Regions from separate parts of the Sus scrofa genome. Here region 1 is linked to region 2. Evidence: chromatin contacts called from public HiChIP or PLAC-seq data. All regions are on one chromosome and are shown on one strand. Each heading gives the region's core, a stretch centred on a gene start, on an enhancer-like site or on the middle of the called end of the contact. The rest is flanking DNA. Distances are from core to core; before and after follow the strand shown. Region 1 has its middle 6.5 kb from the start of ASIP. Region 2 overlaps CHMP4B (charged multivesicular body protein 4b).

Region 1 (6,179 bases), core at 358-2,857, 340 kb before region 2:
TTCAAGGACAGGAGGGATCTCAGGTAAGAGTACAGGGCTGCTAGGATTAGGATAGGCACATTGGCCTTACCCCGAAAACTTGTCCCCTCCTTACTCTAATTTTTCAGGCCCTGTGATCTTTGCTGCAAAGCAAACCATATGGTTTTGATTCTGGCTCCTGGCTTACTAAGAGCATTTCATGTCTCCGGCTGCAGGAAGCCCTCGGCCCCTTTAAACCACTGCTCAGGCATCTAAGAGAGGAGGCCAACTCTTTTGGATTCCCTCACCAGCTGGGCATGACAGCCCAGTGGAGGGCAACACACAGTGTGGAGAAATGGTAACAAGAATGGCCATAGGGGAGTTCCCACTGTGGCACAGCAGAAACAAACCCGACTAGTATCCATGAGGACAAGGGTTCAATCCCTGGCCTTGCCCAGTGGGTTAAGGATCTGGCATTGTCGTGACCTGTAATGTAGGTCTCAGGGGCTTGGATCCCTCGTGGCTGTGGCTGTGGCATAGGCTGGCAGCTGTAGCTCTGATTCAACCCCTAGACTGGGAAATTCCATGTGCCTTGGGTATGGCCCTAAAAAAAAAAAAAAAAAAGGCCATGGGGTGAGGAGACAGTCCTGGGATTCACTGAAGTGGACTCTAAGCTCTCGCACTCATGGTTGTCTGTCCAGAGAATTGTGTTTTTCCCCTTCATGCTACCCCTGGATTTCCATCTGAGAGATGTTCCTGTGAGATGAACCTTTCCTAGACTTGGGAGGGCAGCATCTAGTCCTTCTGGAAATGATAGGGGAGGAAGCCCCTTAAAATAGATTCCCACAAAAGGGACCACATAAAGCCTCTAATCCCATAGATTGGTATTTCCATCAGATGAACTTCAGATGAGCTTCAATGAGATCCACTGAAGAAAATTTTATGATTTGAGTGGTAGAGATGGTGGAAGTTAAGGGAAGTCAATCACTTCTCAGAAGGGATTAAAGCTTCTCTAGTGAAAGAGATGAAGGGATATTGATGGGCTAAGGATATAATGCTTGATAATTTTCAGTCATTTGATCTTATCTAGGCCTGCGTACTTGCCTTTTCCCCCTGCAGATCCTCAAATCGATTTCTCCTCCTTGTCTTCCAGATTTCAATGTCTCCTCCTCAAAGAGGGCTCACCTGACTAACCTCTCTTCACTCCCTAGCACATCACTTTATTTCCTCTCTAGAACTCATCATTATTTGAAATTATCTTGTTTGTTTACTTGTTTTTAGTTTAGTTATTCAGCCATAATGTAAGCTCCATGAAAATATCCCATCTATATTTTCCACTGCTGTATCCTCAATGCCTGAGTAGTGCCTGCAGAACAGCAGATGTTTAATAAACATGTGCTGAATGATGAAATAAATGAATGGAGTGGGTTGTGAGAGCTAGCCAAAGAAAGCTAGGTAAAATTGGAATGGGATGCATATGGCCCAGAAAGAACAGAAATGATTAGAAGAGGAAATTGGCACCAGTAACCAAAATCTCCTGAGAAATGGAAATAGAAAGTGAAAATAAAAGAACCATATTTTGCTCAATGCCTTGCAGCTTTCATCATATTCAACAAATGTTTGTTAAGTATTTCCTATGTGCCAAGCATTATGCTAAGAGCTGCGGATACAAAATGAGTGAAGTCATAGCATGGGGAGAATGAATGAAGAGGAGGGGAGAGGAAGTAACCTTATTCATCATTTAAGGTTAATCTCAAGTGTCGCATCTTCAGAGGAGCCTACCTGACTAGCCCCATTCCTAAGGTCCGTCAGGTGCTGGCTTATCATATGTATGCCTTTGTCAACACACAAGCCTCTTTATTATTGCTATTTATTATTTTTATAATTACATTATATTTATCTCTTCTTCTGGACTGTAAAATCTTTGTAGGCAGGGACGATGTCTTTATAGCCACCATTTCTAGTATAGTGCATGGCATAAACTAAGGCCCCAATAATTGAGTGATTGAATATGAGAAAATTAGTCTTAGCTCTAAAAAAAAATCTTATGGTAAAAACTGAAAAATTATTTTAGCTTTCTTAGGATTCTGTAGCCCTAAGTCCTCAAACATTTTAGGTGGTGAACTGAACTGACTTCTCTGAATATGTCTTAAGTTTATGCCAAAAATCACACAGTGATATTGAAGAAAGGCATTCCTTAAATATTCCAGTACCCAATTTGATGATTGCATGTCTTGGCTTCTCCCCTGGTCTCCCCACTGCTGGGTGTCCAGCTGAGACATACCTAACTTGGGTATTCTGCTTCCCACACCAGAGCTCTGATGTGGCCACCTGGGGGCAGTGCAGACTTGTGCATGGATTTCTCTTCTTCATTGTTCTTGCCTACAGTTTACAGTCCAGAAGAAGAGATACATATAATGTAATTATAAAAATAATAAATGAGGCTTGTGCATTGACAAAGGCATACATAAGATAAGCCAGCACCTGATGGGCCCTGGGAATGGGGCTAGTCAGGGAAGGCTTCTCTGAAGAAGTGACACTTGAGCTTAACCTTAAATGATGAATAGGACTTAGTTATGAGGGGGTGGCGGGGGCAGGGGAGTCGGAGAAAGACAGCAGAAGGAGACCACATTTCAGACAGAAAGGCCAGTGGTAGCAAATATGTGGAGGGAAACAAGGATGAGGGCAGGAAGGGCACAAAGGATAAGGAGAAAACAGACAGGGAGGGCTTTTTACAGAGCAGATTAAGGAGCCTACACCATACCTTGCGGTGTTGCTGAAAGGTTCTAAGCAGGAGAGACATATAATCAGGTTTAATTCACAAATATTGTATTGGAAATTCCCACTGTGGCTCAGCAGTAACGAGCCTGATTAGTATCCAAGAGGATGTGGGTTTGATCCCTGGCCTCACTCAGTGGGTTAAGGATCTGGTGTTGCCGTGAGTTGCGGTGTAGGTCACAGATGCGGCTCGGATCTGGTGTTGCTGTTGCTGTGGTGTAGGCCAGCAGGTAGTTATAGCTCCAATTCAACCCCTAGCCAGGGAACCTCCATTTGCCGCAGGAGAATTGCACTAACAGAGCTGTAGAAGGTAGATTGATGTGACACATCTGGAGACAAGGAGATCAGAGAAAGTAATCTATCGTTTCCTCTTTTTTTCTTTTTTTTTCAGCTGCACTTGGGGCATATAGAATTTCCTGAGCCAGGAATCAAACCTGAGCTGTGTCCCACATGGTAGCCTGAGCTGTGGCAACGTTGGATCCTTAACCCACTGTGCAGGGCCAGGGATTGAACCTGTACCATCTCAGAGACAACGCTGGATTCTTAAGCAGCTGTGGGAACTCCTGTCTCTTTTTTTTCCTAATCGGTTTTGTAGAGATTATCAATTTTGTTAACTTTTTCATAGAACATACTTTAAAATTTTTTTTTGCCTTTTTAGGGCCGCACCCATAGCATATGGAGGTTCCCAGGCTTGGGGTCCAATCCAAGCTGTAGCCACCAGCCTACACCACAGCTACAGCCACACCAGATCCTTAACGCACTGAACAAGGCCAGGGATCAAATCCACATCCTCATGGATGCTAGTCAGGTTTGTTAACCGCTGAGCCACGATGGCTCCAGAACATACTTTTAATTTCACTAATTTTCCCAAGTTTTTGACTATCTTCTATTTCACCGATTTCCATTCTTACATTCATAATGACCTGCCTTTTGCTTACTCTGCATTTATTTGCTCTCTTTTTCCTTGCTTCTTAATGTGGAAATTTAGAGCATTTGATCTTACATCTTTCTTCTTTTTTAATACAAGAACTTAGAGGTATAAACTTATAATGACTACATAATTGCATCCCCCAACTTTTGATATGTGGTTTTAATTATCATTCCCTTTAAAATATTTTCTGATTTCTTTTGACTTTTCTCTTTGATCCATGAATTGGTAAAGAACATGTTTGCTTAATATTAAAATATTTGATAACTATTTTCCAGATAACTTTGCATTATTATTTTTAATATAATTCTGTTGTGGCTAAGTAATAGGTAAGACAGTATATTCTGTATTAGTTCAAACTTTTAAACTGTATTAATACTTATTGCATGGTTTAGCATATGGTCTATAGTAATGTTTATTCCAGATGTGCTTGAAAAGAATGTATAGTCTTTAGTTCGGGGAGGAGACTTCAATAAATGGCAATTGGGTCCAGTTGGTTTACATTGTATTATTCATGGATTCTTTACTTATTTTATGGCTACCTGTTCTATCAATTACCAAGAGAAGGGTGTTGAGAACTCCAACTATAATTGTGTATTGTTTGTTTTTCCTTCCATCCACCAGGTTTTACTTTATGGATTTTTTTTTTGCCACACCCATAGCATGTGAAATTTCCCTGGCCAGGGATTAAACACATGCCAGGGTAGCAACCATAACCACTGCAATGACAACACTGGCTCCTTAATCCACTGCACCACAAGAGTACTCCTTACTTTATATACTTGGAAACTTTGTTATTATATGAATTCACATTTAGAACTGTATCTTTTTAACGAAAGACATTTTATCATTAAGAAAGCTTCCTCATTATGGAAACAGTACAGAGGTTCCTCAGAAAACTAAATATAGAACTAGTATATGATCCAGCAGACCCACTCCTGGGCATATATCTAAACAAAACTATAATTCAAAAAGATACATGCATGGAGTTCCTGTTGTGGCTCAGCAAGTTTAGAACTCAACTAGTATCCATGAGTATGTGGATTCGATCCCTAGCCTTACTCAGTGAGTTAAAGGATCCCACATTGCCACAAGCTGTGGTGTAGGTCACAGACATGACTTGGATCTGGCATTGCTGTGGCTGTGTCATAGGCTGGCAGCTGCAGCTCTGATTTGACCCCTAGCCTGGGAACTTCTGCACTTCCAGGTGTGGACCTAAAAAGGAAAAAAAAAATATATATATGCACCCGTATGTTTACTGCAGCACTATTCACAATAGCCAAGACATGGAAGCAACCTAAATGTCCATTGACAGATGAATGGATTAAGAAGATGTGGTACACATATACAGTGGAATACTACTCAGACATTAAAAAGAATGAAATAATTCCATTTGCAGCAACATGGGTACAACTAGAGATTATCATACTAAGTGAAGTAAGTCATAAAGAGAAAGACAAATACCATATGATATCACTTACATGTAGAATCTAAAATATGGCACAAACAAAACACAAACAGACTCATAGACATAGAGAACAGACTTGTGGTTGCCAAGAGGGCAGGAGGAGGAAGGGGGATAGACTGGCAGTTTTGGGTTAATAGATGCAAGCTACTACATTTAGAATGGATAAGCAATGAGGTTCAACTGTATAGCACAGGAAACTATAATCTCTTGGGACAGACCATGATATAAGATAAGAAAGCAATTGGGTATGTGTATATATTTATATATGTCACTTTGCTATAGAAATTGACACAACATTGTAAATCAACTATACTTATAAAAGAAGAAAAGTTCCTCTTTATTTATCCTAAAATCTACTTTATTAGATATTAATATAGCCACTTTAGCTTTTTTATGATTACTAATAGTATTGTGCCTATTTTTCTTTTTAAAAATGATTTTTATTTTTTCCATTATAGCTGGTTTACAGTGTTCTGTCAATTTCTATTGTACAGCAAAGTGACCCAGTCACACACATACATATATTCTTTTTCTCACATTATCCTCTATCATGTTGCATCATAAAAAAATCTGGAACACTCCATGAATTGCGTGTCATCCTTGCACAGGGGCCATGCTAATCTTCTCTGTATCGTGCCAATTTTTTAGTATATGTGCTGTTGAAGCAAGCACCTATTTTTCACTCTGTATTCTTATATATGTGTATCTATTATAAACAATATATAGTTTGGTTTTACTTTTTCATCCAATCTGATATTGGTTATATTTTGCCCATTTGTATTAATTTATTAATTTTCTAACACTATATAATAAATTACCACAAATTTAGCCGCTCACAGTTCCATATGCTGACGCAGTATAGCCAGATTAACTACTAAGGGTCTCACAGAGTTGAAATCAAGGTTTTTGGCTGTTTGCATACTCATCTGGAGGCTTGATGAAGGAAGCGTTCGCTCACAAGCTCATTCAGGGTATTAGCAGAATTTAGTTCCTTGCAAGTATAGAATTGAATTTCCCATGTCCTTGCTGGTTCACAGTGGTGGCTCC
Region 2 (5,646 bases), core at 2,243-4,742:
AGCAGCCAGCCTACGCCACAACCACAGCAGATCCAAGCTGTGCATCTGCGACCCACACCACAGCTCACAGCAACACTGGATCCTTAATCCACTGAGTGAGGCCAGGGATCGAACCCACATCCTCATGGATACTAGTTGGGTTTATTACCACTGAGCCACAATGGGAACTCCCATTTATCCATTCTTATGCCCCCTGCCAAAAGGGTTTCTGATTCAAATAAAGCACTTTTTTGGTGGGGGCGGGGTCACAACCACAGCATGTGGAAGTTCCTGGGCCAGGGATCAAATGTAAGCCACAGCAATGACATCAGATCCTTAACCCACTGAGCCACTACAGAACTCTTCAAATAAGACATCTTTTTTTTTTTTTTTCTTATTTGGCTGTGCCCATAGCATATAAAAATTCCTGAGCCAGGGATTGAAGTCACACCACAGCATTGACCCTGACCACTACAATGACAATACCAGATCCTTAACCCTCTGCACCACAAGAGAACTCCTCAAATAAAGTACTTTTTAAAAAGTGCAGCATATATTCCCATGTTCCTAATTTTTCTTTTTCAAAATTTTCCTATTAATTCAAAGTTTCAAGCACTCAGACATTTTGAGTTCCCTACTGCTCTAACATTCTAACTACTCTCCAAAATAATGAAACATAGATTCAAGCAACACACACACACACTCATACACAGACAGCTGTTTGACTCCCTCCACTGCATATCCTATACTCTGAAGTCTGAATGTTCTTCTAGAACAGATCACGCTGTACCTAGATTATATCTGTTTACTTCTCAGTCACTCCAGCTAGACTGTGAGCATCTCAGAGGCAATGACCTTCTCCATCTGCATTTACCAAGTAAAACAGGACAGTATCTGGCACATGGCTCAAGTTTATATATTTATAATCAAATGGATGCATGAATGAAGCAAAAGTCTCTAGAACCTTCTTTTAAAATGGACTATCTGAAATCTCTGGAGCACTGGGATGCAGGCACGGTGGGTTTAGGACCCAGCATTGTTGCAACTGTGGCTTAGGTCACAACTGCGGCTCAGATTTGATCCCTGGCCCAGGAACTCCATATGTCAGGCGGCGGCCAAAAAATAAAAAAGATGGACCATCTAAAATGAAATGCGAATGTCTATCTATTCAGCACTAAGACCAGAAAGATGGGATCCCAACATCAGAGTCCCAAAACAGGGCACAATATCCAAATTCATTTCAAAACTTCCTTTCTCAAATACACCACTCTTAACACAACTAGAGGAAGGTGAAAGCTCTTCTGCAACTTCCAGTTGTAACTCTCAGCTGAGCTGGTGTCATATAGCAAAAACGAAGTGTTTACCCCCAACCCACACCCCACCCCATAGCTGCCTACTCCTTTAAGGACTGATGTAAAAGTTCACACTGTCATCCCCTACCCTGAACTAGGGCAAATCTCCCAAATTCAAATCTCCACTGAGCTACATTTGGGGTATTCTTGTGAGTGGCCCTTATGGCCAATTTTGGACTTTAATGACTGCTGTCCAAGGTTCATCCCCCCCCACCAGAAACTGGGCTTCCAGAGAGCAGGATCATAGGGCAGGGCCTCACACTGAAGCAGGAAACCCTGACTGATGAATGTCTGAACTGTCTGGGGACTCACGGAGCCTCTGGGCTCTGAGCAAACTCAACTGCCCTGATCGTTGAATGGGAGAAAACCAGGCCAAGCAGCTTGACCCTGGGTCTTTTTGTTTGTTTTGGGGGAGGTTGGGCTTTGTTTTTGTTTTAAGGGTGAAAAAGAGCTGACAAAGCTCTTTACTGGGTTTTAACCCAACTAGGAATCCCTGTTCAAAAATTCACCATCCCCTTAAAATCCAGAAAACTATCATTTTATAGAATCAAACAGGTCAAGTTTGATGATGGAATTTCTAGTTTCATCATCCCACCTCACTCCTTCTCCTCTAGCTGAGAAATTCCCTGCATTTTCTAGCTTTATTTTATCCATAAGCTTCTGAAAGAAACACTTTACCTAGGATGGTTCCAAGACTCTACTCAGGAAATTTATAGGCTGTATAGTTGTGACAACTTTTTTCTCTGAGAAAGCCACCGATCTGTCCAACTGCAGGATCCACAGGGCCAGGCTGTCTTTTTCACTGCCTGGAAACCCACATGGCCCCTCAGATGGCTCCTCACACAGAACAGGCACTCAGAGAACATCTGTTCCTCCTGATGCAGAAAACTGGGGGATCAGAATAGTGTCGATGCTATGTAAACAGAATAGGAGACAACCACGAAGTCAGAATGCACTGAAAAATAATTCCTGGTAGAAAAAAGATATGACTTAAAAAAACTCATTTCCGGAGTTCCCACTGTGGTGCAACGGGATTGACGGCGTCTTGGGAACACTGAGATGCAGGTTTGATCCCTGGCCCAGCAGAGTGGGTTAAGGATCCAGTGTTCCTGCAGCTGCAGCTTATGTCTCCACTATGGCTTGGATCTGATCCCTGGCCCAGGAACTCCATATGCCGCCGGGTGACCAAAAGTGGGGGTGGGGGGACCTCACTTCCTAGCCTACTCCAGGTAGCGCTAACTCCTCTTCACCTGGGAAGCTCTTTCTTCACCAACCTGTCCCCGCACCAGGCAGTGGTGCTCCCTGAGGATGGGAACTACCCCTAACTTGTGACCAGGGTTGCTGGTGCTGGACAACCAGTGGGGTCCTCACAACCAAGAGCTTGACTGAATGCTTGTCAGTTATCCAGATGGCTGGCTTCTTCCATGAAGAAGGCTGCTACCCCATCGGCAGGACATGTGCTTCAAGAGCTTTTTCAAGGGAAGGCAGGCACATGCTACTAAACCTTACAACCATTCTGTGGCCTCAGCAGATTACTCAAGGTATTTAGGAATATGTCAAGCTGGATAAGAGTTCAATCTTTGAGCCGCAAAATGAGTGAGCCCATTAGTCAGACAGGTAACATCCCTGAGTGTCCAGGAAAGAAAGAATACTGGCATGGACATACGAAAAATGCCCCAAATTCTCATGTAATCCCTACAGCAACTACTGAGAGCCGACTGGCAAACTCAATGTGCATACAAACCACCTGGAGCTCTCACACAGGTTCTGCTTCAGTCAGTCTGGGTGGAGCCTGAGAGTCTGCAATTCTAACAATTGCAAAATGTTCCCACAGACCACACTTTGAGTAGCAAAGTTTTTGTTGCTGTTTTTCATTTTTTTTTTTTTAACCTTTTTTGAAACTGAAGTATAGTTGATTTACAAGGCCGTGTTGTCGTTTTTTTTTTAATTGAAGTATAACTGACCCACAATACTATGTTAGTTCCAGGTGTACATAGTGATTCAGTATTTCTATAATGACAAAATGATCCCCATGATAAGTCTAGTTATCATCTGTCACTATACAAAGTTATTACAACATTACAGACGGTATTTCCCATGCTTACATCTCCTCGGCCTGACTCATTTATTTCTATAAATAAAAGTCTGTACTTCTTAAGCTCCCCCACCCAGTCTACTCGTGCTCCCACATCCCTCCCCTCTGACAACCACCTGTTCACTCTCTGTAAGAGCAGAAAACTTGTATAGTAAATACTGTATCCCGTTTTTGCAGTTAAAGAAGCTAATGTTCAGGGACAGGAGGAGACTTTCACTCGCAAGTAGAGGTGGAATTTGAACTCAGGTCTTCTGATCCCAAACCCAGAGACTTTTTCCATACCACTAACCTTTTGAGCTAAACATTCAGGACCATAAAGATGTATAGCTTTCCAACATCCCTCAAATAAACCCTCCCTCCAGCTTTGTCACACAAGGAAGAGGGAGGAGGGAGAGCTAGAAATAGAAGCCACGGGAGACCAAGCCAGCCAGATGCTCTGGTTAAGAACTTAAATCATTCAATCCTTCAGCTAAGACTCCTTAAGAAGGGCCAAACTTCAGGGGTTCCTAGATGCTTGTTCCTTTACTAATGAAAGGGTATGGGAAAGTGTAATGGTTCCAAACAAACAAACAAACAATCTCAGGGATAAGGAAGGAGAGGGAGGGAGGGAGAGGAAGGACGAGCTAGTCCTGCGTATTCTGGGCTGTGCTGCTCAGACTTCAGCTGGCACATTCCGAGTGGTCAGCTCTGCCCACTCCACACCTTGAGAGCAACACTGATGAACACATGCAGAGGAGGGTAACAAGGAAAAAGCAGGAACACCAAGCAAGGAACAGTCGAGGACAGAGATCCGTCCTAGAGAAGCGCAGGTTAAGACGTAAGCCTCATTTTTCCTATCTCTCTTCTCAAAGGTAGACTGGACCTGTTCTCTGCAGCCCCAAGGCAGAATTAGCAACCTCATTTCCAATGGAAGAAAACAGTTCACCATTGTCTGGTGTCAGAGCTGGGATTTGCTTCTAAGCCTCCTAACTCCAGATCCCACGTTCTTTCCACCAGCCGGAGCTGCTTCCTTCCCCATAGAGCAGCCACCCCAACCTGCACCAGAGGTTGGCACTATAGTTCCAAATAAGAAAGGTGATTGTATAGTCAGAGCTGTCCAAAGACAGACTATGCTGTAATGTGAGAGGATAGAGCACCTAATACAAATCCTATCAGCAGAGGGTCAATCAGAGGTTAATCACTGGCAGGAAATACTGCAAAGGGAATCTGGGCACTGGATGGCTGACTGGGTGAGATGAACCTGCCACCCCTCAGAGATGAATTAATCTCTTCCAACTATATTTCAATCTAACACTTCATTTGTACATGGTTTGCCTTTTATCAGTTACTTGTACGCGTGTGTATCGTCTTCACTGAACTGTGAGGCCTTGTAGTGTTCTGTCCATCTCTATACCCTTTCTTTCGCCTAAGACTATATACACCTGGGAAACCAAGGAGACATTTACATGCCTCCTCTCTGCCAGGCTCTCTGCCAGGCACTTTGCACATATCAACTTATTTCATATCCTCACAAGAACCCTAAGAAGTAATGCTATTACTCCCTGCTTACAGATGGGAATAAAGTTATCCAGACTCCGAGAGGATAACTGCTGAGGTATTGCTGGTGAGTGGTGAAGCTGGCACCTCAAAATGGGAAACTTCTACCTCCACCATCATGCTGCTTTCCTCCTAGGAGGAACTCACACGTCTGCTGACTTGAGCCAAACACCTTAAAAACAGGCCAGTACTATATCCAGCTAGGTCTGTTGTGGTTTCCTGTTGCAGTGCTCAAATTTTCCTTCTAATTACTACTATCCAGACTCGAAATGACCAATGTAAAGTTGTTGCTGTTTTGGGATATCCTCTCTCTCTTGTTTAAAGACAGTGGGAGAACACAAGACAATTCGGGGCAAGAGGACCGATTTTTCACAAAGCTTTTCTGCCCCAAGGAATCCCTCAAGGCTCCAAGAACTCAACCCCATCTCTTCCTCCCAGTAGGCCCGGCTCCATCTCAGGGCTCTGGACCACTGCAAGCAAATCAGGTCCTGGTTTTCTGCCCCAGAGGTGGAGAACTCACACACATCTTCACAGGCTGTTCTCCAGAAACTAGCTCTGTGCACATAAACCCAACTCAGGACAACTCAGAACTTCCCTAAAAGCAAAACAGTCTAGCTCAAAGGTCCTCACATTTAGCTCAACTTCCAAACAAAATCAATCGTGAATTTCAAATCACATTAGAAA

What was found. HiChIP or PLAC-seq counts read pairs in DNA pulled down with a chosen protein or histone mark.
Region 1: an H3K27ac HiChIP or PLAC-seq map of alveolar macrophages shows a contact between it and region 2, with 5 times the contacts expected there. The contact joins two enhancer-like sites. A contact is called at or near these places in 1 of 5 promoter capture datasets (fetal liver) and 1 of 2 datasets of contacts at active chromatin or transcription factors (alveolar macrophages).

What each region holds. Positions count from the first base shown.
Region 1 is chr17:37,625,164-37,631,342 of Sscrofa11.1, reverse strand. It overlaps a transcript of ASIP not described here. Among named protein-coding and RNA genes, the nearest start is that of ASIP, 6.5 kb to the left of the region's middle. Within about 2 kb of position 1,607, at least 1 of the 83 cell types and tissues checked has an H3K27ac peak or open chromatin away from gene starts, as enhancers often do. A contact at or near this core is called in alveolar macrophages, where this site is marked.
Region 2 is chr17:37,292,132-37,297,777 of Sscrofa11.1, reverse strand. The region is part of intron 1 of CHMP4B (charged multivesicular body protein 4b); the gene reads right to left. Among named protein-coding and RNA genes, the nearest start is that of CHMP4B, 9.5 kb to the right of the region's middle. Within about 2 kb of position 3,492, at least 11 of the 83 cell types and tissues checked have an H3K27ac peak or open chromatin away from gene starts, as enhancers often do. A contact at or near this core is called in alveolar macrophages, where this site is marked.